Regions from separate parts of the Cricetulus griseus genome. Here region 1 is linked to region 2. The links are chromatin contacts, called in public Hi-C maps. All regions are on one chromosome and are shown on one strand. The core of a region is the stretch at or near the end of the contact, and the rest is flanking DNA. Distances in the headings are between cores, read along the strand shown. Region 1 has its middle 79 kb from the start of Pxylp1. Region 2 overlaps Rasa2 (ras GTPase-activating protein 2).

Region 1 (5,075 bases), core at 765-3,264, 210 kb before region 2:
GACATAAACAATTCCACTTTGATGATAATTCCCACCTTTATCTTGGAATCATTTTCTCTGAAGACAATCTGATAAATCATCTTGGGATTTGGCTTTGATTGTCCCTTGTCACCAGGAAACTGCTTTTTTTATTTTTTATTTTTTTCATATTGGTCAGATCCCATTTGTGTCGGGTAGGGGAGCCATTGTCAAAAGTTCCTTTTTGCTAGCCAAATTTAAGCAACTGGGAGGTCTAGAGAGAAAGACGATCAGGTTAAGTTTACCTGGGCACTATTCCCACTTCTTTGTGCATTGGACAGGGCTCTTTGTTTCCAGGTCCATTTTTGTGCCTTTTGTACAAAAGATAAGCCTTTCCTTATCTTTCTCATTAAAGGTCAACTTTAAGTTCAGCCTCCTGTGGTCTCTGTTAAATGAACTAATTTCGTAATTGAAAGTGGTGAGGTTTCTACTACTTCTTCTCCTTCTCTTCCTTTTCCCCTTCCCCCTCCTCCCTCCTCCTTCCTCTTCTTTGGTAGTAGAATATCAACAGATAATAGCTATAAAAAATTTTCAAGGAAAATACAAAACACAACCAACAAGAGCAGATTTTAGAGTTAGGACTTTGCAGAAACTTTGGCAATTGACAAGACAAAATGTTTTAGTTATTTCCACTGTCCACAGCATAACGGTAGGACTTCCCCTGTGATTGGTGTTTACTCCCTTTTTATAAAGAGTGGCTCTGCTTAGAATACAAAGCACTTGAGTCATGCTACTGCCCAGAAGTTAGGCTTGTAACGGGATCACACATGTATCAAAAAAGGTTAGTGTTACAATTTTACTCTAGCCTGGTAAAGTATCTTGCATCATCACTGCAGAACACTGTTCTCACTTCAAAGGGAGTAAGAGATAGTTTATCCTGGACCCAACAATGAGTGGCCACAGCCAGGGTAGGGAAGTTCACAACTCCAGCCCCAGATATCTGATGTCCTCTTCTGGCTCTCCAATGCTCCTGCACACACACAATGCACATAAACTCACGCAGGCATACATATAATGAATATATAATGCAGGGAATCATTTAAACAACATTTAAACTATAGCTAACTTAATTACATATTAATCCCATAAGATTCGTTTTTAAAAGCCTCTTGTAACTATGTAAAACTTTCACAACTCACTTGTATTTTAAGAAGTAATTCGTAAACTAGACGTGGTGGCACAGAAAAACCCTGTCTCGAAAAACAAAAAAACAAGGTAATTCATAGGTTGTTATAAAGTGTTATGTCCAAAGTAAAAAAAAAAAAATGTTTATATGCCATTAGAATGCTTTAAATTATCTGGTTTTTCTTTTTAAAACTTTGGCCTAGGATAAGGGAAGATAATACAATTAGATGTTTTGAGTTTAAGAATTCTGACATTATGCTTCAATAATGACTATCATAGGTATTTTTAAATTATTTATAAAAATTCATATCTATAGTTCGATCACAGATGTCACTAATAAAAGTACGAATTATATAGCCATTAAAAAATATCAGCCCACTAAAAGTTTTAAGGTTTTTTTCCTCCAAATTGATTTTGGTTTTGACTACTTTTGTCATATAAAGAATTACATGTGTTTGCATTTTTTTTAAAATCTGATAACCAGAAAAAAAATTCCGACATTTCTCCACCATGTTGCATATCAGACTTCTTAAAATTCATAAAGACATTTTTAAAAATACATAGGTGTGAACCTGAGTTAGGCACAATACAGCAAAGCAGCCCACAGTAGCGTATTATTTGTCTGTTTAAAGACATATGTAGTATTATGTTGCATATATCATAAGTGCATTTTCTGCTATGAATCCATCAGGTAGGACGCCACCAGGAACTGGAACCCACGTCCTTTTCCAGTGTTCTGGAGCAATAGAAGCCTCAACCGGAAAAACAGAAACAGAAATATGCCTGCGGACAGGTTACCTATAGAAACTACATCTCCCAGAAGCCTCTTGTCAAAGGCTGAATATCCCAGAAAGCTTTACGCCCTCTTCCCCAACCACGCCTACAAGAGGATTGCTTTTTGTTAAAAGCCCAATGCAGAGCCTTGCAACAGGGAGGTTGCTCTGGGGCCTTTGCGGGATGTTGACCTCTAGGGGTCGGATGTGAGTCACAGAAAGCCCGGCTTTGTTAGGATGGCCTGACGAGGCTCTACCACCGGCTCAGGCCGGTTCCATATTCCCTGCTGGTCTTGAGGTCTCTGGAAGACAGACCTGTACATGCATAGTCCCTGGTTCTCCTTACGCCCAGCCAGGCTCCCTCTTAAAAGATGTGACAATCTCGAACCTCTGGGCATAATCCGTAGGCTGTCACCTGTGAATTCCGCAGTTCTCTTGCAGCTTCCGCTGTGGCTGCAGGCTGTAGGAACAAGTGTAAACAGTACCGACAGGGGGATTATCCGTGGCCACTGACCTTGTTTTCCAGTGGAAGATAATTTTCCAGTGGCCCTGCCCCGATCAGCAAATACCGGTGAATACCTGGATTCTGAAGGTTGTTGGTCTTCTTGAGAAGACCCTCCACTAGGTGTCATTTCTCAGACTCCAACCTATCTGGACCCTGGAATAGTTTTCTTCCCCGACCCCACCCTTTTTTTTTCTTTTTATTTATTCTTCTTTCATATACTACTCGGAGACCAAATTCTCCTCTCCCTCCACTCTTCTCAGCCCCATCCCCAGATCCTCTGTTCCTCCATTTCCCTTCTGATAAGAGGAGGCCTCCTAGTGATATCAATCGAGCTCAGCATAACAAGACCTGACAAGATATAACCCCTCATATCAAGGCTGGATGAGGCAGCCTCTGGGAAGGGGACATAGAGCAGATTTTGCATGTAGACTTGGAGCAGATCTGGGTGGAAACAGGAGGGATCAGGTGGGGGATTGGGAGACAGAGGGAGAGAGTCCTGAGAGAGATGACTAGAATGGGGGGGGGGTTATTTAGGGCATGGGTGGTGTGGAAACAGTGCAGTGGAAACTTCTGGAACCTATGAGGGTGACTAATGAGGACTCCTACTAAAGGAGGATATGGAGCCTGAACCTGCCATCAACCCACCACAAAACCTTCTACCCACTTTGTCCTGCCTATAGGATATGCTGGGGCAATGAGGGCTCAGAGCTTGTGGGAGTGGCCAACCAGTGGCTGAATCTAACTTAAGGCCCAAGTTGTGAGAGGGAGCCTGTGTGACAACCCCTGTCCATGACCATGTAACCTATAGTGATTAGGTTTTTTTCTAAACTCTTTAAGTCACCTGTACCTGTCCCTAACTCAACTGTCATTGGTGTGTTCTATGAGACAGTGTGTTGTATGACACAGTCTTGTAGTCAGTCATGAAGAATAGACTGCTCAGACATACTGACATTATCCCATGTTGCTCCATTCCTTAAACCTTATGGAGGTCTCTCAGATCCTTTTAGGGGATCTACATAGTCAAAGCTCGTTTTATTAACTGGATGTAATCCCAGCACAAGGGCTTTGAGGGCCGGAGAATGGAGCCTCCAAGGTCAACTCCAACTGCATACTAAGTTCAACCTCAGCCTAGGGCACATGAAACCCTGTCTCAAATCCCCACTGGCAAAAAAAGAGGGGGAAAGACCCTGTTTTCACAATAATAATGTTATTTGCATTTTAAAAAACCCCCAAACCCTAGTTTTGGGTGTGTGGTATCCTCTGAGCTAAGTTTGGTTGGGCCCCCATACAAAAACTGGGCCTGTTGACTGTTTACATCCCTTCCTGGGAGTGTGGGGAGGCTCTCCTGATTATCCAGTTGTAAAATGCAACTCTGCATTAATCACATGTGGCCTCTAGAATTGGCTAGAATACATTGGCCTGGGAGGACCAAGGTGGAGGCTCCATCTACACAGTTTCAGGGAAGCCCTCATCTCTGATGGTTAAGGCCAGGTTTGGCCTCTAGGGGAGGAGAACCTATACCCCTGTAAGTAACCCCTCACCCATGCTCTGTCAGAAAGCCTATGAATTCATTGGTTCCCCAGAGTGAACTTTGGCAGAATCCCATCTAGGTTTGTCTTTGGGACTTTAGGAGGAGGGGCAGACCTTGTTTACATCTTTCCAAGGGAAGGAATTTTAGTGATATATATTAGTATTTAATGTAAATGGTGACTAAGCTTGACTGTTGGCATCGTGGCACGAATGGATCAAGGAGTGGCACTGAACTTTGTTTGAGTTGTACTTTTGAATTTGCAGAGATACAGAAAGCTGACTTTGCTTTAAAATGTCCTTAATGAAGCTGGGAGGTGGCACTAGATTTCTTTAATCCTAGCACTCGGGAGGCAGAGGCAGGAGGATCTCTGTGAGTTTGAGGCTAGCCTCGTCTAAAAGACCTAGGTCCAGGACAGGCTCCAAAACTACACAGAGAAACCCTGTCTCGAAAAACTAAAAAAAAAAAAAAAAAAAAAATTTTAAATGTTCTTAATGAGTTGTATTTCTTTTACTCAGTTTTGAACCTTAAGGACATGTCCCTTTAATAATCTATGTACATCTAAGTGGGAAGTATTCATAAGCAAAGATTGTAAATGGTGTTTTTAAAAAATATTGCATAACAAATTGGGCACCAATTAGAAGATCTGAACCCCAATATCTTTTCCTGTGAAACTAATTGTCCCAAACAGTGACTGAAGACAGCAAATATTTATATATGACAGTTTGTGTGTGTCAAGGCTTTAGAAAACCTAGGAAGTTCTAACATTTGCTTCCAAGGCAGTGAACTTGCATGGCTGTTTACACAAGGCCTTGGGTATTGACCACAGGGGCTTCCACTCAGGTTTTGAGGAAAAGCTAGTTTTACCCAGATCATGTGATCCAAGAGAGAGGAAACAAGATAGAACCCTTGACATCATAATGATCTACCCTCTAATTTCTAACAAATTGTCTTCCTTAGAAACAATTCCCCTCTGTTCCACATATATGGCTTAGTACATCTCCCTCTTAGAGTCAAGCAAGACATCAGCACCTGTGATCTGTCCCCTCATCTGCCAGATATTCTCATCTAAACCCTTCCTCAAAGAGTTGAGTAGCCAGTTGAGCAGTTCTGCCATCAGCCACAC
Region 2 (5,491 bases), core at 840-3,339:
AAGACTGTGTAATAACAGAATGAATTACAATTGATTTAATATGTGAGAACAATTTGTAGGTAGTTACATCTTGAAGTTTTTCTTTTGTATTTTTCTTCTGTTTTGGGGAGGGCATCAGAATACCCCTACTCATGCCTGATTACTGTAAGAAAATACAAAAGTGAAGTAAGAGACTGGGGGTGGGGGGGAGGTTGGAAGGAAAGGAAAAGGAAAGCATACTAATGCAAGAGGCTTCCTTTCCTGGAGGACTTGGTACAGTTTTCTACATTTATTAATGCCCCTTATGCCTTACCATGAGAACATGAAGAAGATGACAATTTTAAAAGCTGCTTCCCTATTCACTCACTCTTGCTCATAGTTCACACCTCAAATGGGCTGGAATTCATTATGAATAGGACCTCATAACAAGCAGGTAACTTTTTGAAAGTCAGGGTCTGAACTGTTCACCATACCAGTTTACCTGCTATTGAGCCCTTTGTTAGACAGGTTATAAAGAAAGATATGTTTGGCAAAACCAGAGCAAGATATAAGGAAACACATGCATATGTACATGCAAACAGCTATAGCGTGCAACACATACTGCTTGAGCTCAGGGTCAAAACAATCCAAAGAAAGACTATATTTTCCTAAAGGAGAACAGAGAGAATATTACAGAGAAAGAACATTTTGGGTACAGACTCAGGAAAACTGAAAGTTATGCCCAAAGAACATCTGAGTAATGGTTTAACCAAGTTTAATAAGAAAATAACCAGAATTAAGAATAGAAGGATGAAAAAAAAAAAAAAAGAATAGGAAGAAGGGGTCTGGAGAGAGAGCTCATGAGTTCAGTTCCCAGCACCCACATGGCAGCTCGCATCTGCCCGTACCAGTTCCAGGGCTTCTGACACCCTCATGCAGACAAGCAAAACACCAATCAACATTAGGTTATTTTACCAAAAAAAAAAAAGTAGAAAGATGGGATAAGCTGGTGAGTGAGCCCCAGGCTTTAATTGTAGTTAATGGAATATCCTTGATATTCTATCCTTGATAGAAAGAGGTAACTGTGATATGTTAGCAGGTGACTAAAAACTTATGGTTTCAGTGTTCAAACAGACAGCTGAGTGAGGGGCAGAGAAGAGAGATACTGCAGGTCAAGATAATTGGTTAAAGGAGGAAAAGGGAAAATCAAAATCCTCCACCAGGTATCAGATGTGGTATATGCTTATGATCCCAATCCTTGGCAGGTGGAGGCAGAAAGATCAGAATTTCAAGGCCAGTCTGAACTACACAGTGAGCCTTGGACCACCTTGTCTCAGAAAACAAATAAAATTTGTTAACAGGACAGTTTATGACTGAAATATGATAGGTGATAACTGTAGATCACAATATAAGATTTGTCACTGAGTCAGGAAAGCCAAGGGAGTGAAGAGATGCAACAGAGAAGAAATCCAAAGATGCTCTGCGCTAACTATTCAGTTTGGAACATGCCACTTAATTTTTGTTCTATAGCTTCCTTATTTTTAAGACCAGATAATAAATCTAGCCCTGCTTGCCTTAAAGCAACATTCTGACAAGTCAAAGAGGTGATGAACGTGATAGCACTTTGTAAACTAGGCAACACGGTGTAGCTCTAAGTTGTTTTTAGAACAAAATAAAACAGAATGCCACCTGTGTAGAAAAGAGGCGGCAGGATATTCCTCAGGTAAACTCAAAGCAAAGAGCTCTTCTGGGAATAGGTCAGAGGGAGAGGCCAAGAACAGTAAGGAGTAGGAGTTGACTACAGATATGGCGATGAAGATAGATTTTACAAGGGTGATCTGTAAGGAAGCTGGTGATAAAGTGGTTACTGTCCTGAGTGGGTGGTGAGGAAGTACTGGTTCTGGGATGAATTAGTTTTAATGTTACTGTCTGAAAAAGAAAAGAGACAGGAGGACTGTGATTTAGAAGGAAAATTTTTGTTAGACTAGAATGGAGTGATCAAACTGGTAAGGAAAGCTGTAATTAAGATAGATCAAATGCTTACAGAACACACTTAAATACACTGGGGGGAAGGAGCTGGCTTGGGGGAGGTAGTATTGAATCATCTCTTAAAAAAAAACTCGAGTAGAGAGAGGCCTGAGGGTAGGAAGTGGGTGTTCAGCTGGGTGGCAGTTGAGGAAGTTCCTGCCCAGTGGCCTTGATATTTTCAGTAAAAATGTGAGAAGGAAATAAGAGTGGGGTGGTGTACTTTGAGAAAGGTGGGAAAGACTGTAAGGTGCTTTTAGAAGTGAGCTCTTTGAACACGGTGTTTTTCCTCTTTGTGTCACTGAAGACACCTGTAAACCAGGGACCCAGATACTGCTGCAAGTAGAACTGGTAGAAGTGGCATAGAGGCAAAGATGCCTGTGATTTTTATGCCACCCTTCCTTAGCTTTCTGGTGCCTTGTTAGTGTACTTTCAATGCTTTGGAATATTACTTCCACACTTGACTCTTTTTGTATTGATAATTGAATATTTTGGGAATTGTCATTTTTAAACTCATGATGGAAAAAAAGATACTTTAAAATATTTTTACTAAAATATTTTGTTTATAGGTAACCAGATCCAGTAGTTATACCAGGAAGTCCCAGTTCCAGGTAGAAGAAGAGGACATTGAAAAATTGGAAATCAGGTGTGTACCTTGTGGTTTTCCTTGAGAATTGATTTTTTTTTCCCCTGTGTGAACTTTGATAGAATTCTCTGTAGCAGGTTGATAGATGAAACTTAGAGGAACAGGCATCTAATTTAGTCCAAACTGTCTTTTAAAAATCTGATTTCTTTCCAGAAATACCAAAGTATATTTCTTGTGTGAGCAAAGACAACCTAATTTCACCTATTTTCTTTTTCATTTCCCCTTAATTTAATTGTTCCTTAACTATCTGGATTATAATATAATGAATGGAAAGACAATTATATTTAGAAATAATTTTTTTATTCTTCTTAACATATCTGCTGACTATCAGAAATTTCAGTGAGGTAAGGTGATAACTCCACAGGTGCATGGGTTTGAAGTTTGTGATATTTCCTAGGTCTTAAATATCTATGCTGTTTTGGAAAGGAAACTTTTGCAAATGCATGTGTAGGTGTGGTGTTAACAGCGTGCTATCTAAAAGGCACATTAATCATGTGTTCACAGTGGTAGGCAGTATTTTTCTAAGTCACCAATCTTTATACATTAATTATCTTCAAAAGAGAAACTGTAGTCTTATATTGTTTTTTTTCAAATTCAGTAGCCATTTTGTCCTTATTGATACAGATTTAAAAAAAAAATAAACTAAACTTTCAAACTTAAAAAATGAAGTTTCTCCTTGAAGACTATTCAGAATTTGGCCAGGGAGATAGCTAAGCTGTTAAGGCACTTGCTGCCAAGCCATTCTACCTGAGTTCTGTCCCTGGGTCCCACATGATGGAAGGAAAATACCAACTCCCCTAAGCTTCACGTGTGCACAGTGGCATGTGCCCCTCCCCCAAATTAATGAATAGGAATGTAATTTAGAATTTAAATTGTGGTTTTTCAGTAAAAGTCACTGTAGTACTTTGCTTTCAAAGTCTGGATAATGAGATATATGACAATGCTAACATCTCTTTTAAGCATGTTAAATTAATGCTACAATATACATCAAAATCACTTGAAGCTATTCAGCGTGGTTCTCAAAGACTAAAGCTAGATTTTCTGTTTTCAGGATTGATTTGTGGAATAATGAAAACCTAGTCCAAGATGTTTTCCTGGGTGAAATTAAGGTTCCTGTGAATGTGTTAAGAAATGATTCCTCTCATCAAGCCTGGTAAGAAGACAACTGTTGCAGTGAGCCAAAGATGAACTCTGGGAGCTTAGTATTGACTAGAGTGTGTTATTTGACCTTTTCATGGCTCTAGTATTGATACTAAATTGATACTAATAAACTTAATGTTCATTGATTAAATTTCATACTTATTTCAATGTAAAGCTTTTTGTCTGTATAGTCCTTAAAAACTATTGTATCCTGTCCCTTTTTGTATCTTTGCCAGTGTCTTTTCCTAGATTGGTGTTCAACTGAGTATGTAGAAACATGCCGTTCTCAAATTACCATATCCTGTGTTGGGGGGAGTGCTTGTTGATGTGGTTACGTAAACACGTAGGTGCCCATGCAAAGAATGGAGCTCGACACTGGGATCTTCATCAGTTGATCTTCATATATTTTGGAGAAAGGATTTCAGAACCTGGAGCTCCCTGATTAATCAGACTGGCTGGTCAGTGAGCCCCAGAGACTCCATCTGTCTTTACCTCCCTCGTGCAAGCATTACAGATGTGCAGTAATACTAAGCCCAGCTTTTAAGTGGGTACTGGGAATCCAGATTCAGGCCCTCTTGCTGACATAGCAAGCACCTTAGCAACTGAACCATCTCTCCAACCTCTGTTACTTCCCTTTAAAGATCCTTTTTAAAAATGAAATGTAGTATTTGTGCTTGTTTAGAGAAAAATAAGTACTATCACATGTATACAGTGTGTAATGATCAAATAGGTATAGTCAGCATGTCCGTCTCCTCAAATATCATTTCTGTGTTTTGGTGAACTATGCTAAAATGTAACATCAATTGTTATAGTTCATAGTTATACTCTCACAGCTATAGCATGACAAATAAAAGACCCAGAGACAGACATTGGGGTTCAGGCTTCAAGCTGAAGATCAGAAAAGCAAAGCTCCTGGTCACTAGCTCTTACCTCTAGATCAGGCTGAAAGGGCTGATCCACGAGCTCTTCACTAAGCTTCAGATTGAAATTCCAGACTGCTATGCTCTCTTCAACCTGGCTGGAGAATTCTGAGATTGAATGTCTTCCTATCCTCAATGTGGTTAGAGAATGAATGCTAGCTCTGAGACCCTGTTCCTGTATAAAATACCTCTCATGAGTCCTGGGATTAAAGGTGTGTGATCCCAAGTGTTGAGATCATCTTTGTATGAGCTGTTTTTCTTCTGGACTGGATATGTTTCTTTTAGCTCAGTATGGCCTTGAACTAACAAAGATCCATCTACCTCTACCTCCCAAGTAGTGGGATTAAAGGTGTGTACCACCACCACCACCACCACCACCACCACCAGGCTTCTATAGCTTGTGGCTCTGAATCCTCAGACAAGCTTTAATAAGTCATAAATAATATATCACCATACACAGCTGTATTTAGAGCCCACTCCTTACCTTTTCTCTACCCCTTCTCCCCTCCTGCCTTCTAGCAATTCTACTCTCTTCTTATGTGGATCAACTTTAGCTTTCACAAATGTATAAGAACTTGTGATCTTTATCTTTCTCTGCCTCTTTCACATGATAAAGTGACCTCAAGTTCCAGATGGGTTACCACAAATGCTAGGATTTCACCCTTTGATAGCAAAATGTCTGTTGATGAGTAAGTGGATTTAAATAATGTGGTGTGTACACACTATGGAATGTTAGCCAAGATAACTACTTTTTAGAATTCAATTTCTGCTGCCTGGAAGAGGGGTTGACATTTGAATATTT

Evidence for each region. A called contact is a pair of places that touch in the nucleus more often than the background predicts.
Region 1: a Hi-C map of liver shows a contact between it and region 2, with 5 times the contacts expected there. The contact joins two enhancer-like sites. A contact is called at or near these places in 6 of 8 Hi-C or Micro-C datasets (the CHK-Q cell line, the CHL-YN cell line, the CHO-K1 cell line and 2 more).

Annotation. Positions count from the first base shown.
Region 1 is chr4:205,387,565-205,392,639 of CriGri-PICRH-1.0, reverse strand. No RefSeq gene overlaps it. Among named protein-coding and RNA genes, the nearest start is that of Pxylp1, 79 kb to the left of the region's middle. Within about 2 kb of position 2,014, at least 4 of the 6 cell types and tissues checked have open chromatin away from gene starts, as enhancers often do.
Region 2 is chr4:205,174,504-205,179,994 of CriGri-PICRH-1.0, reverse strand. It overlaps Rasa2 (ras GTPase-activating protein 2), which reads left to right. Exons shown (of 24, transcript XM_027410908.2): 8 at 2,553-2,629; 9 at 3,681-3,782. Among named protein-coding and RNA genes, the nearest start is that of Rasa2, 49 kb to the left of the region's middle. Within about 2 kb of position 2,089, at least 1 of the 6 cell types and tissues checked has open chromatin away from gene starts, as enhancers often do.